Regions from separate parts of the Danio rerio genome. Here region 1 is linked to region 2. A link is a contact called in public Micro-C data. All regions are on one chromosome and are shown on one strand. Each heading gives the region's core, a stretch centred on a gene start, on an enhancer-like site or on the middle of the called end of the contact. The rest is flanking DNA. Distances are from core to core; before and after follow the strand shown. Region 1 overlaps si:dkey-103g5.4. Region 2 holds the start of LOC567816 (zona pellucida-like domain-containing protein 1).

The links. A called contact is a pair of places that touch in the nucleus more often than the background predicts.
Region 1: a contact with region 2 is called in a Micro-C map of caudal fin, with 5 times the contacts expected there. The contact joins the enhancer-like site here to the promoter of LOC567816 in region 2. A contact is called at or near these places in 3 of 18 Hi-C or Micro-C datasets (caudal fin, embryo and an unstated tissue).

What each region holds. Positions count from the first base shown.
Region 1 is chr15:24,367,456-24,374,283 of GRCz12tu, forward strand. It overlaps si:dkey-103g5.4, which reads left to right. Exons shown (of 31, transcript XR_012390829.1): 12 at 1,723-1,880; 13 at 2,180-2,407; 14 at 5,273-5,608; 15 at 5,679-6,053. Among named protein-coding and RNA genes, the nearest start is that of si:dkey-103g5.4, 23 kb to the left of the region's middle. Within about 2 kb of position 2,251, at least 11 of the 62 cell types and tissues checked have an H3K27ac peak or open chromatin away from gene starts, as enhancers often do.
Region 2 is chr15:24,323,322-24,330,852 of GRCz12tu, forward strand. LOC567816 (zona pellucida-like domain-containing protein 1) reads left to right here and starts at 2,604. Exons shown (of 11, transcript XM_691119.9): 1 at 2,604-2,642; 2 at 4,154-4,278; 3 at 4,352-4,578. The coding sequence starts at 4,191.

The sequences.
Region 1 (6,828 bases), core at 1,001-3,500, 44 kb after region 2:
AAGTTTTTAGCATTTTACTCAATTGTTAACTCAAATGAAATTGAGAATTTTTAAGTGGTGGCTTTATTTTCCATAGCTGTATTTTGAATATTACCACTTTTGGATATTGTATATTATATATTACCACTAGTATTTAGGGGTCAGTAAGAAATAATAAAGTACAGAGGGTTTAGGCTGATTTGTGCTGTTCAATCTGTCCTTAACCTCTGCTGGTGTCAGACTTCAGTGTTTATGAGGTACATCAGATAACATGAGCATCAGAGGCATCAGCTAGGTGTCCTTGATTTCTAGGAAGGGCACGACATAGCCAGACCATCACAAACACCAATGGCTGCTTGACTTCATGCCTGTGGATATGCAGTACCACAGCCTGCCCTTCACCTCCTCACCATGCTTTTACATAGACAATTAAAAGAATAGTTGAAAGTTTAGCAGTTGCATTACTCAAACCTCAAAGCATCCAAATTGTTGGTGACTTTCCTTCTTCAGTAGAACATTACATTTCTTTATTTACAGTATATATATATATATATATATATATATATATATATATATATATATATATATATATATATATATATATATATATATATATATATATATATATATATATATATATATTTGCAATAATATAAAACTTTTGCTATAATATATAACGATAGTTAAAAGTATTAAACATTTAGTTAAATAAAACATGCATAGACTTATGCATAATCATACAGTCAAAACTAAAGTATTAACAATGAGTCGTAATGACACATTGAGATCATATGAAACAACATTATTTGGATATGCTTGGATATACTAATGTAGTATGGTAAGGTGTCATTGAAGCAACATTTTAAATTGATGCAAATTGAATAAAATTATTAAACAGTGCAACTGTTCCAGCATTGATAATGAGAAATGTAATGAGAAATCTGCATATAAGAATGATTCTGAAGAACACTGGATAGTGCAGTACTTTATTATAATAAAAACTTTTATTTTAAACATTATGAATCTATTTCCCAGTGAAATCAACCTTGGAGAACATAACTGACTTCTTTTAGTATTAATATTCTTAAAAATCCTTCCTTACACTTTCGACATTTTCATACAGTAAATATAATTTGCTTCTAACTATTATTTAAATGCTGTGTTAATTCATTTACATAATTCAAAACCTATGCAGTGTTTTTCAACCTTTTTAACTTCATAACAATACGCAAAGGCCTCATAACTTGTCCAATTGTTCTTTACTAACTTTTAATAATAATAATAAGTTCTGTCAAGTGTCAGCTCTCAAAAGATTAGTATAGTACTGATTATGTAAATGTATATTACATTATAACATTGCATACTTTTAAATCAAGGTAAAAACATCTCTTTGCTGTGGCCTATGGCTTGTGATGTCAGCATAGTAAATTGGTCAACTGTAGTGGTTTTTAATTGTGCTCCATAACTATAAAACTTGTATTTACATGTAAAAGATGTATTTAATTGTTGTCAATTAGACAGCCTCAAGGTTTTCAAAGATAAAAGGAACTGATTTATTAATGAGCTGAATTAAAACAATAAATACCTCGATTCACAGCTTAAAGTATGCTAATGCTTGCTTATTTTATTTTAGATCTCTTTAAAGTCATCTTGAGCTCCCTTGGTGGTCTGCTAAAGACCCCCGGTTGACCCTGGCCGTCTGGTTGAGAATGACTGACCTGCTGTATTTTCTGTGCATTGCAGTGTTGTGGAGCGAGTGTCTCTTCTGGCTGATGAGATGACTGAGATGGTATCAGTGGAGAGCCAGAGGGCAGGCGCCAGCTCTGTGCTCAAAGAGGGCACTGGAGCACAGCTATTATGCCCTGCTACTGGAGCCGTCCTCAGCAGGGAAGACGTCATCGGTGAGACATCCTAAAACATCTTTTTATAGACAGTAATTCAGGCCTAATGTTATTTTTGTACATGATAAAAATGTGTTCGGTCAATGACTGTGCACTTACTCCCCCTAGTGGAGTTTAACTGTAAGACCTGAAAAGCTCAGCCTCACCACTAGGTGAAGCTATTTTACAACATAGCGCACATTATGCTGGTCAAATCCTGATAAATAACCTCTGAGGCTCAACTTGGCACGTCTGTGGCATGACTGATTGATTAAAGTCTGCAGAAGCACAGAAAGATTTCACTGCTTTCCCCTCCACAGCCCCTGATGGATCTGTTAGAACTTGCGACGCTGTTCATGTAGATCCCCTCACAGGCCTCATTCAACCCAACTCTAATGCTCATATGTTACTGGCTAGTGGTCACAGCATGCCCGTGCCCCCGGACTTCTTTCTGCACCCCCAGACTGGCAAACTACTGCCTGTGGCTGGAAACGTGGACTTTGATCCTGCTTCTTCCACCCTTGTCTTTACAGCCGATGCTGGTGTTGGTAAGTCGTCTAAAATACTTGTTGGTACAAACAAATGAATACAGGTTATCATGAGCGGACTTAACCAATAAGGCAGTCGCTTAGGGCCCCGGGGAATTGGGGCCCCCGAACACTGTCAAGAAGCCTATATTAATCATATAGTTTTGTTTTTTTTACTTTCTATTTTATGTTGTAAAATCTGACTATAACCATTAAGATTTCAATGATATTACTTCTTTTTAAAACCAGGGGCCCCATGAAAAGCCTAGTGGAATGTTCCTTCTGTACTGCACATGCAAATATTAAAATCTAATCACAAATATGGCTATTTTTATTTTGTATTCTATTAAAAAAAATTGTGTGAATTTATTGTATTTAATTTTACATCGAGAAAATAAAGGTTCCACTTAAAATATATTTCTAACATGCTGGTTGTTTACAAAAAATATCTATAGAGAAAGAGATTGTTTTGAGTTTCAATGCTAGGGTCCCATACCCTAAAAGTGCTTACACCCGGAATTGCTTTGGGGCCCCAAATCAATGTGGCATATTGGTGATTACAACATAATAAATTCATAATGAAAATGGAAAAATTTCCATCCATCCATCCATCCATCCATCCATCCATCCATCCATCCATCCATCCATCCATCCATCCATCCATCCATCCATCCATCCATCCATCCATCCATCCATCCATCCATCCATCCATCCATCCATCCATCCATCCATCTATCTATCTATCTATCTATCTATCTATCTATCTATCTATGCACATTATGGTCACAGAAATGTCCTTTTCCTTCTGTTCTGTAATCCTAGTCTAAAACAGCAACAGTAACCGAGGGGGCGGAGCGTTTTGAAGGGTCATTTAATATGATGTATTGTTTAAATGGTGTGAGAACTTTCAGAGCATTTTTCATTTTGGGTCATTTGTCTTTGATGAGCACAGTGGTGATTAATATTATATCAGTTTTTGTGACGTTTAGCTATTTTTAAAGTCATTTTAAGTCTTATGTTGTCATGGATTTAAAGCTAAAATGTATATACATTGAATTATGTTAGGTAGTTCAGCACAGGATATTTTCTTCACACTGAAATCCTCTTAACACACATCCTGCTCACTGTTATAAAAAAGTGAGTATTTTAATGTTCACAGTAGGGTGTCCATCGAACAGTGATTTTGCTAAGAATTTAGCCATTTTTTTATTAATCCTATATCCATATTTGTTCAGAAAGGTAGTCTTGACTTTATCAAATCACTTTTTTGTCACATCATCAACAGCACGTGTGCTATGATGAGTGAAAAGCTTATAATTTCCCCCTAACACTAATTCCAACCCTCACTTATCTCTAAAATCAGAGGGAACCGATAGGTGAATGAAAATATGTAAGTCACCAAGTAAACCTAAACTTGACATTTAACCAAAGTCTGCTTGGCTGATAGGAACGATCTCTTTGGTGATTTTAGTGTTCATCTAATTCTGAAAACTCCAACATTAGTTAAACGCAACTGAATTAATCAAAATGAAGTTTTGATAAACTTCATTTATCAAAATGTTTTTATTTTCTATACTGTATTTATTATATTGCACTGTTTCATGTCTAATGTTATGCTTAGGCTATTTCTCATAGGATTTTTAGCTCATTCTTATTTTATTCCTTTCACACTCATCTACTGTCAGTCAAATCCAGTCACCAGGATTTACCTGTTAACTAAGGCAAATCTATCTTTTAAATTAATATTTTTAATACTGTAGGAAGCTCTACAATATTATATTTAAGCACATACATTAGATTAGTCAGTACTGAAGCCAAATCTGGAGCTTATCAAACATAACAGTTAAAGTTTTTTTTTTTTTGCAATATTTTGCTTGAATTAAATATTTTTGTTTAAATGCACCAAAATACATTGCCTGTATTCACTGAGAGATGGATAAATATATTCATTTTTTAAATGGATTGTACTTAGTTATGCTGAGCAATGTATATATTATATTAATATATTATATTATTGATATATAAGCACAACAACGACCTGTTTTTCCGTTCATTAGATGTCATGGAAATACAGCTTTTAAGTCAGTGAAAGTCTGAGGAAAGACAGGAGCTGCGTCCCAAATCGCATACTTATGCACTATTTTACGCCATTTTGTAGTATGAATAGTGTAAGTAGTGTGTTCACATTGAAAACTCTCAAAATAATAAGTGCACTTTAATTACCCGGATGATGCACTCATTCAGCCGCTAAAATGAAGTGTGTAATGATGGACACTTCACGCACTTAACGACCGCAGGTTTGCTTACGTAGCGGAAGGGGCGGAGCGATCGGAAGCACATGTTGAATAACTTTATTTATTTTGGATGGTGAAAGCAAAATTCTCCTACGAGAGTGATTATTGCGCCTCCCGATGGTAAATGCGGCAATACTCACGGCAGGTATTACTTGATAATTCAGTCGTTTATTTCACTGATTTGGCAACAGTCAAACATCATCAGGGAAACGGTTTGAATTTCCGCTTAGTAAAAAAACATTAGTGTGCCATTTGGGACAACACTACATACATATACTATCCTGTTGAGTGTGTAAGTGCATAAGTACATAGTGCATGAGTGCATAGTGTATAGTGTGCCATTTGGGACGCAGCTAGGGAATTTGGCTTAAAATGGGAACACTGTCACAACTTCCAGGTTAATGTGTTGGAGCTGGTTGGTTTGTTGTAAAATTTTGGTTTTATGATTCATAGATAGACCTCATTAATGTTCTTTTAAAATCCTTCAGTGTATCCCATATTTTAGATATTTTTTAAGACAATGAAAGACAAGTGGTAATCAATATTGTACCATTCATTGAAGTTAAATCAAGCCCAGAATTTCTCTTCACAGGTGAGATGGGAAAATGGGAATCACCCCTGCTGCCTTTCATCCCGTACCCTTCATCCCGTTACACTGAAATCCTGGCTGCTTCCAAACTACGGGGGCTTCGTTCAGGCCAGAGGCTGGTGCTTGGTGGACCCATGTGCGACTACGACACTGGCGTTTTGGTGCCTATTCTTGCAGTCACTATCCATCCTCAAACAGGACTGGTTTATCCTTTGGGTGGAGTGTACACATGTCCCATCTCACGTCTGCGGCAGCCCATTCAGATTGGCTCTCCAATGCTGGACCCGCGCACAGGAAACCTGGTGCTCATCACGGGAATCACTCTCGATCCTCATACTGGTCAGTTTTCTGAACGTTGACAAAATCTCAGCGTGCGTAAGCAGCCTGATTGATGGTTGTGTCTGTTCAGGGGCTGTGCTTCCAGTCGGAGGGCTCCTCCTGGGCGAGTCCTTCATCGAGCCCTTGAGCGGCCGGATGGTGCGGGTTGGTGGAGGCAGCGTGCGAGGAGGGAAGGTGGTGCCTCATGCTGGGGGTTTCCAGGCTCTGCTGGACAGCCAGGCTCTGGGCATCTGCTTGCGGGTGGCGGAGCTCCTGCGTGGATGCGGCGAGGAGTGGAGCTCAGCAAATGCAGATCCTCAAGGTGACCTGGACAGACTTTCGGCAGCAGCTTCTGAGCTGGAGCAGGCCTGGAGGAGCAGCCAGCACTGTATGCTGCAGATGCTGAGTCGCCTGGAGGCTGTACAAGAACAGGCCAGGGCTGTGCTGGAGGACGGCGGGAGTGTGGGTGGGTAGGAGCTCTGTACTACAGAAAATCTGCGCACTTTAAAGTTAGCTTAATGCAAAAATATACCATTCTGCTAAAATGGTCTCTACAGTTAATGGTCGTTTTAAAAGCCCTATTACTAAAGCACTGACCAGATGGCTTCTACTTTCTCTTTTATGTTTATGAGATACTGTGTTTTGATGGCATTTAACGGAAACTATCCTGCAATATTATGTCAATATTAATTAATGAATAGTTGAAGGATTAAATGACCCACTTTGGTCTCTGCAGCAAATAGAGAGTGAAAAGGGATGAATATACATTACCTGACAAAAGTCTTGTCGCCTATCTAAGTTTTAGGAACAACAAATAATAACCTGACTTCTACTGTAGTTGATCATTTGGTATCAGAAGTGGCTTATATGAAAGGCAAAGATGCCATATTATGTGTTTTTACCAAAATAAAATAGGATCATGCCTTGACTTTAAATTATTTAATTAGGACAGTAAGGTCTGACTTTGCTTAGACGAAAGTCTAGTCACTCAACAGAAATAATGTACAGTATAGACTATGAAGTCATGGTGCAGTGGTAAAAGAATTAATATTGTGTTTGACTCTCATGAGCTTGGAGGACTGCATCCATACATCTCTGCAATGACTCAAATAACTTATTAAAAAAGTCATCTGGAATGGCAAAAAAAAAAAAAACAGTCTTGCAGGACTCTCAGAGTTCATCAAGATTTTTTGGCTTCATCTTCAATGCCTCCTCCATCTTACTCCAGACATGCTCAATAA
Region 2 (7,531 bases), core at 1,354-3,853:
GGCCAGGTCGCAGGGACAGCAATCTCAGGAGAGAAACTCAGACTTCCCTTTCCCCAGACACTTCCTTCAGCTCCTTCGGGGGGATCCCGAGGCGTTAGCAGGCCAGCCGAGAGACACAGTCCCTCCAGCTTGTCCTGGGTTATCTTTCAGGCCTCCTTACAGTGGGACATGCCTGGAACGCCTCCCTTGCTTTAGGCATCCAGGATGCATCCGAAATAGATACCCAAGGCACCTCAGCTGACTTCTCTCGATGTGGAGGTGCAGCGGCTCTACTCCGAGCTCCTTCCAGGTGATGGGTGCGCCATGCCACCCTGCGAAGGAAACTCATTTCAGCCTCTTGTATCAGAGATCTTCTCCTTTTGGTTATGACCCGAAGCTCATGACCATAGTTGAGAGTAGAAATGGAGATTGACCGGTAAATCGAGAGCTTTGCCTTTCGACTCAGCTCCTTCTTTAACACAACGGATCGGTACATCAACAGCATTACTGCTGCCGCTGCACCGATCTGCCTGTCAATCTCACGTTTTATCCGGCCGTCAATCGTGAATAAAACCTTAAGATACTTGAACTTCTCCACCTGGGGTAAGGTCTTTTCTCCAACCTGGGGATGGCAAACCATCTTTTTCCGTTGTAGCACCATGCCCCCCCCCCACTTCCCCCAGTGCGTGCTGAAGGTCCATGTTCGGTGAAGCCAACAGAACAACATCATCTGCGAATAACAGAGATAAAATCTTGTGGTCCCTGAACCGGACCCCTTTCAGCCCAAGGCTGCGCATAGCAATTCTATTGCATAATAGTCCTACAGTATACTTTATATCACAGTTAAATACCGTGTAAGTTACAAAAATTGTTAACAATGTGTGTCCGTGCTTTAATTCAAACTGCAGAACACAAGTGTTTGATGCAATATTAATCTGGTCAAAAACAGCACTAAATAGCTGAATGTGACTATGGCTACATTGATGCATCATTTGATTTTAGTCTTGTTCTTCACACTAAGTGAATGATAATTTAGAAAACTCACCCTCGTTTTTGAATGCAGTTAATGCTCCTGAAACTTACAGAGGGTATAAGAACTATTTAGTTTACAAATGCAGATGTTGCTCTCATAAACTGTGTACAGAACAGGATTAAGCACAGAATGGGTGACCTGACAATCAAATTTAGCTGCAGTGTGTACTTGACTTTTCATCACCTGGCAGATCATATGTAGTGATCTGAACTGAGAACAAAATTGAAAAACACAGGAATCCAGAAAACTCTTACAGTTCAGTTTATAGTGGAGAACATGGTGTGACGCTTCGAAGCATAATATGTGAAATATGTTCTCTAGCTCAGGGGCTTTTTTGGCACAAACAATTGTAGAGTACATGCTTTATTGAAAGCTGTTTGTCAGATATCAGCATAACTCCGTCTAAAGTGATCCTTTAGCCTTTAGCAGGGGTGTTTGAGTTTGCTGCTCTCCAAAGACAATAGCTGATGCTCGCATGCGAGACAAACCAACAAAAGTTTTTGGCGTCCTGTGTTTCGCACCTTGTGGCAACTGATCACATTTCTTGTATTCATAATGATTCTATTCCCAGGAGATGATGCAACATTTTACATTTCAAATGATTCATAAAAAGAAACTTAATTCACTTTCTAAGGTTTTGACATTGAATATGGTTACAAATAATGTCACGGGATGAACAAAATGGTTACACTTTACAATTAGATTACATTTGATAACGTTCTTATTTACTAACATACCAACAAGTAATACATTCCTTTTATAGTATTTATTCCTCTTTATGTTAGTTTAAATAGTAAAATGATAACTGCTTATTTTTAGTACGTTAGCACAACTTAGATCATTAACAATGAATTATTTCATACTGCACTGTAAATAAATGATCATAATAATGACTAAATATTCTATATATAATATTTATATTACACTCAAAATTATTTTTGCTACTTGTTTAAACTAATGAACTACTAAACTAAGACTACTGAACTACTAAAATGGGCTCAATCAATAGAATTTTAATTTTTGTTTTTTGGAGGTGGGGGGCAACTTAATTGTTTTATCTTCATTCCACTTTAGTTTGTAAAATTAGTTGATTTAGTTAGTTAACTTAATCGATTTGTGTTGGAAGAGCATGAAGCTATTTTGTTATTGCTTATTATTTCTGAGGGTTTCTTTTTTTAATCTGTACCTTTTCATGTTTTATTGTGTTCTGATGCTCTTGTTAGCGCTTTAAGTATGAGAAAAGCGTACCATAAATAAATATTATTATTGTTGTTGAACCTAGCATTTTTTATTAAGATTGATTATGAATCAATATTAAATATTCATATTGAAATAAGTTTGATTATACTTATGCAAACCTCAAAACACCTACATATTCCTTAATAGTCATTAATATCAACGTTTCTGAAAATTTTTACAAGTGTCCACTTAATATGCATCAAATTGCACTGTCACTCATTAATAATCAGAACCTGAGGGGATACATGTTTTAATCTTGAAAGAAACAGGACAGATGAGACACTCCCTGCACCTATTAAATTCTGCTTGGGGTCCAACACTATATATATCAACTCTCAGTCTCATCACCTTCCTCAAATACTGTCCATTCACCTGCCGGGGACTTACACAGGTATGACACACTCATTCTTTACATTTATATCTACTGTTTTTTTCTCTTTATGGCGAGACACTGTAATTAAATAAGGTCAAGAAAATCTGCAAAAAATCTGCATACTTTTTTTTCGCACAAATATCTGAATATTGGATGAAGTCAGGTTGAAAAGTCTTGCTTTATTGTTTTTTTTATTTAAAGCTTGTTACTGAGAGGAATTAGGGTAATCTTTTTTATCACTCCATAGTTCAGAAAATACTGCAAACAGTCAGAATAAATTTTTTTATGTTTTGTACAATAAAATGTACATAAAGGCAAATCATTTATGGATTTATCCCACTGTAAAAAAAAAAAATCAGAATAAGGATATGGATAAAACTGAAGTTAAATGCATCATTGCTTCTGAAGTGGAGATTTATGGCTCAGTGTAGAAGAGAAAACTCGAAACATTGAGAAATAGGCCTTTAAAAATATGTATTTTTCATTCATTCATGTTCCTTTGGCTTAGTCTCTTATTTATCAGGGGTTGCCACAGCTGAATGAACCATCATATGTATTGATATTGAAATAAAAAAAAGAGTATATTTTGCATATATTTTTTCATTAGACCAGAGATATCCAAACTATGGCACTTTGACCAAAATTGGTCCATTTCAACCTTTGATTTGGCCTGCTATCCTGAGAATGGAGATTGTCATTTTAAATTTAATGTACCCTTTTTTCTTTGTTTTATTGTATAAACTACAAAAACTATCTGAAATTAAATGTTTCAATTTAAATGGTGTAAATTAATCAGATTTAGTTTCAAATGTACACACGATGGATAGAGGAGAATGCAGAGGCTTTGGTGAGTAAATTAAGGAAGTATCTGCTTGAGTAGTGTATTCTGCATTGAACTCCTCCATGTTATAAATGTGTTTATGTATTTGTTGGAATAAGTTATAATTGAAAAAGTTATATGATTTAGAGTAAGGTTTTCTATGTTTTTTTATATTATGAAAAAATTATATGAATTAAGAAATTACCCATGACAACTTCAATGTAACATAGTTTGGTATATTTATCTTCGGTTCACGGCTATCAATGATATTTGGTTTTTGGCCCTACATACGAAAAAGTTTGGGCACCCCTGCATAAGACTGAAGTAACAATTCAATGCAATTCAATTCAGCTTTATTTGTATAGCACTTTTACAATGTAGATTGTGTCAAAGCAGCTTCACATAAATGGTCATAGTAACTAGAACAGTGTAGTTCAGTTTTTAGTGTTTAAGTTCAGTTCAGTTCAGTTTAGCTCAGTTCAGTGTGATTTAATCATTACTGAGAGTTCAAACACTGAAGCGCAAATTCATCGATGTGTTGCTCTACCAATCCTGAACGATGTGAGCCAGTGGCGACCCTATGGAAAGCCAAAATTTCTAAATTGACAGGTGCATGAAAAAAAAAGGCATTTTGACAAAAAAGATTTTGACTGCATTTTCTTGCCTAAAACCAATTAGAACTCCCATTAACATTTATTTAACCTTACAGGATATTCAGTCATAGTGTTTGCCTCTACAGCAGGAAGATGCTGTTTTTATGCTTGTGTTTGCTGGCTGTGGTCCTGCAGTCTGTTCATTCCTATAACTGCACCTCAGACAATAACAGGGTTCCAGGTGAGTCTCTGTCAGATCAGACTGATTTTCTGAGCAGTTGGTTGAACACTAATATCCCCTCTCATTTTCTCAGATAACAGTGATTTGGTGGTTCACTGTGGCACCAATATGATCACTCTAGAGGTGAACCTGTGCACTGCGGAATGGGCAGGCTTTAATGCCAGTGGTCTGGCACTGAACGGGCAACGTGATAACAGCCTGTGCTTGGGTACCCCCGACAACACTGTGAACCCTCCTGTCATCCGCTACCAGCTGCCCGTCAATGACAGCCTGCAGAACCCCTGCAGACACTCTCTGCAGGTTTGAAGAAATCAGCATTTTACAACTTTTCTTAATTGTTACATATTGAAATATTTAGGTATAAAATATTTAATACAATACATAAGTCACTTATTTAATATGGATTCATATATTAATCTATACAATTATGTAATAATATAATTCCCCTTCAGATGGGGAACTCCAATGCTATAGTGGAATTAATCCTCTTATGGGATTATTGTTCAGAAAGCCAATCGTCTAAAAGAGTATGTTAACGGGACAATGAAATACCAAAGGAATTGGCAGCGTCAGCTTGCTCACCTGATGCTTGTTGCAATCAATTTAGCATAAAAGCACAGCGAAAGCAAGATGAGGTATCCTTTTTGCTTCAGAGACTTCTCCTGCTAATATCCAGCGATTTCGAGCGAATGAGAGCAATCCTCCAGAGCAGTGCGCATAAAGTTGCAAATTTCCTAAAAGAGCAACACAGTCGTGCAGCACGTCCTTTTCCAGGATGGCGCTCCGACTGTGCGTTTTTGGAAAGGCGAACCACCCCAGCTGTCCCCTGCACTGCAGCGGGCACTCGGGCAGGTCTGAGGATTCCAGTGGGAGATTATCCATTGCCTCCGGGCCTGCGGACCTCCCACTCCTCCAAGCACTCCAACCAAGCTTCGAGCGGAGGAAGCGATCTGTCTAACCAGGCCCTTACGTTCGATGACACAGGGGACCAGACGTCCACTGCTGCATCAGAGGAAGGGCTTTCATTGTCCGACGAGGCTCCAGACCTGCTTGCCCCCTCCGGGCAGGTGAGTGCTGTCAAAACAAATCCTGATATTAAGAGCTGCTTCAGCCGTGGGGTTGGAGATGGTTTATCCCCCAGCTCCGCGGCTGGACCGACTAGATGGGTGCTACGTAGAGGACAAGAGGGCCAAGCTTTCGAAGCCTCTCGTCCCCTTCTTCCTGGAGGTGCACAGTAGGCTCACGCCATCCTGTTGGGCATCTTTTTCTGCCCGTGCTGCGTGTCTCTCCGCCCTCACCACTCTTGATGGTGGAGCAGCCAGGGGGGGTATGAGGTGATTCCTCAAGTTGAGCGTGTCATTGCGGTCAATCTTTGTCAGCGTGGTGCCTCTTCTTGGTGGAGTCCACCTCGTCTCCCGTCCAAAGCCTGTAGGTTATCTGCCTCCCTCGAACCAGAGCTTACAAGCCTGTGCGCCAGGCTGCTTCCACCTTGCACACTATGGCACCAACCAGTGCTACCAAGTGCAGGCGCTGGCCCAGCTGCACGAGGTGAGTCCGACTCAAGCTTGCTTCACAAGCTCTGCACCACAACTGACTATGCTCTTCGGACCACTAAGTCCGCTGTGTGTGCATTGGGGAGGACGATGTCCACATTAGTGGTCCAGGAGCGCCACCTCTGTATCTCCTCATTCCTACAGGCCAGAGTGCCTTTAGGATAGGCGTCCAGTCATGTTGTTGTTCAACAGATGCTTACAGCACGGGCTGGGGGGCTGTGTGTTGTTGGCATGCAGCTGCGGGCCTGTGGAAAGGAACCCAGTTGCATTGGCATACCAATCGCCTAGAGCTGTTGGCAGTCTTCCTCACTCTCCACCATTTTTTTCCGGTGCTGAAGCAGCAGCACTTCCCGGTCAGGACAGACAGCACGGTGGCGTATAACAACCGCATAGGGGTATCCGCTCTCGCCGCATGTCTCAGCGCACCTCCCCTCTGCTCCTCTGGAGTCATACATGACTTAAATCGCTGCTCTCAACGCCAACGCGCTCTCACGGCAGCCTTTACATCCTGGAGAATGGAGACTCCACCCCGAGCCTGTTCAAATGATATGGGCGTGATCGATCTGTTTGCTTCCCCCAAAAACGCTCATTGGCAGTTGATTTTTTTCCCTCACCAGGGGTGCTCTCGGCATGGATGCACTGGCCCACAGCTTGCCTAGGGGCATGCGCAAATATGAGTTTCCCCAGTGAGCTTGCTCGCGCAGTTACTGTGCAAGGTCAGGGAGGACGAGGAGCAGGTCTTGCTGGTTGCGCCTATCTGGCCCAACCGGACCTGGATGTCAGAGCTCTCCCTCCTCGCGATGGCCCTCCCCTGGCAGATCCCTTTGAGAGAGGACCTACTGTCTCAGGGATAGGGCACCATCTGGCACCCTCGCCCCGGTCTTTGGAACCTCCACGTGTAGTCCTTAGACGCGAGAAAGCCATCTCTCTCACTTACCAGAGCCAGGGCGAGCCGTGTCCCGCAGGAGTGCGTGCGCACTCCACTTGGAGCATCGCATCCTCTTGGCCGTGTGCAAGCGACACCTAATACATTTGCAAGGTTTTACAGTCTACGAGTGGAGCCGGTTTCCTCGAGGGTATTAGGTAACCCTTGGTGATTGAGGAAACAACTCAGTTAAGGTGTTGAAACATGCTTGCTGCGCCATTCTCCCTAACACGGAGGTACCTGCACCTTTTCACTCTCAGTAAAGTTCCCCCCTTAGGTAAGCCCAGACTCAGTGGAGGAGTCACTCGCTGGCACATTGCATTGTAGGTCTGCCCTCTGGTCAGCCTGCGTTTTCACATATGCTTATTCAGCCACGGTGCATCTCCTCCAACCCCCCCCCCCCCCCCCATCACCAACCCACCCCCCCCCCCCACAGGTGGACCCGTGCCTTCCCTCTCCGCTAACCATCTTATTATACGTGTACTCCCCCTTCTCAGGGCTAGTCCATATATTCTGGCATAATATCTCCCCTTTTGGGCAGCAGGTGGCCTCCACAGCATCCTCCCCTTTGAGACTGCACACTTTCCCAACGTATTGTCATATTTAAATTCCTAGAAATATATCTAGAGGCTTGCGGCTCCCGAAACGTATATCTAAAACTGTAGATCTTCTTTGAAGTGGGATAAGTAAGGGCCAGGGAACACATTGGAAGACTGCACCTCTCTATGATGCAGGTGCGCTCAGGCTTGCCTGGCAAACCTCTCATCGAAGGCAG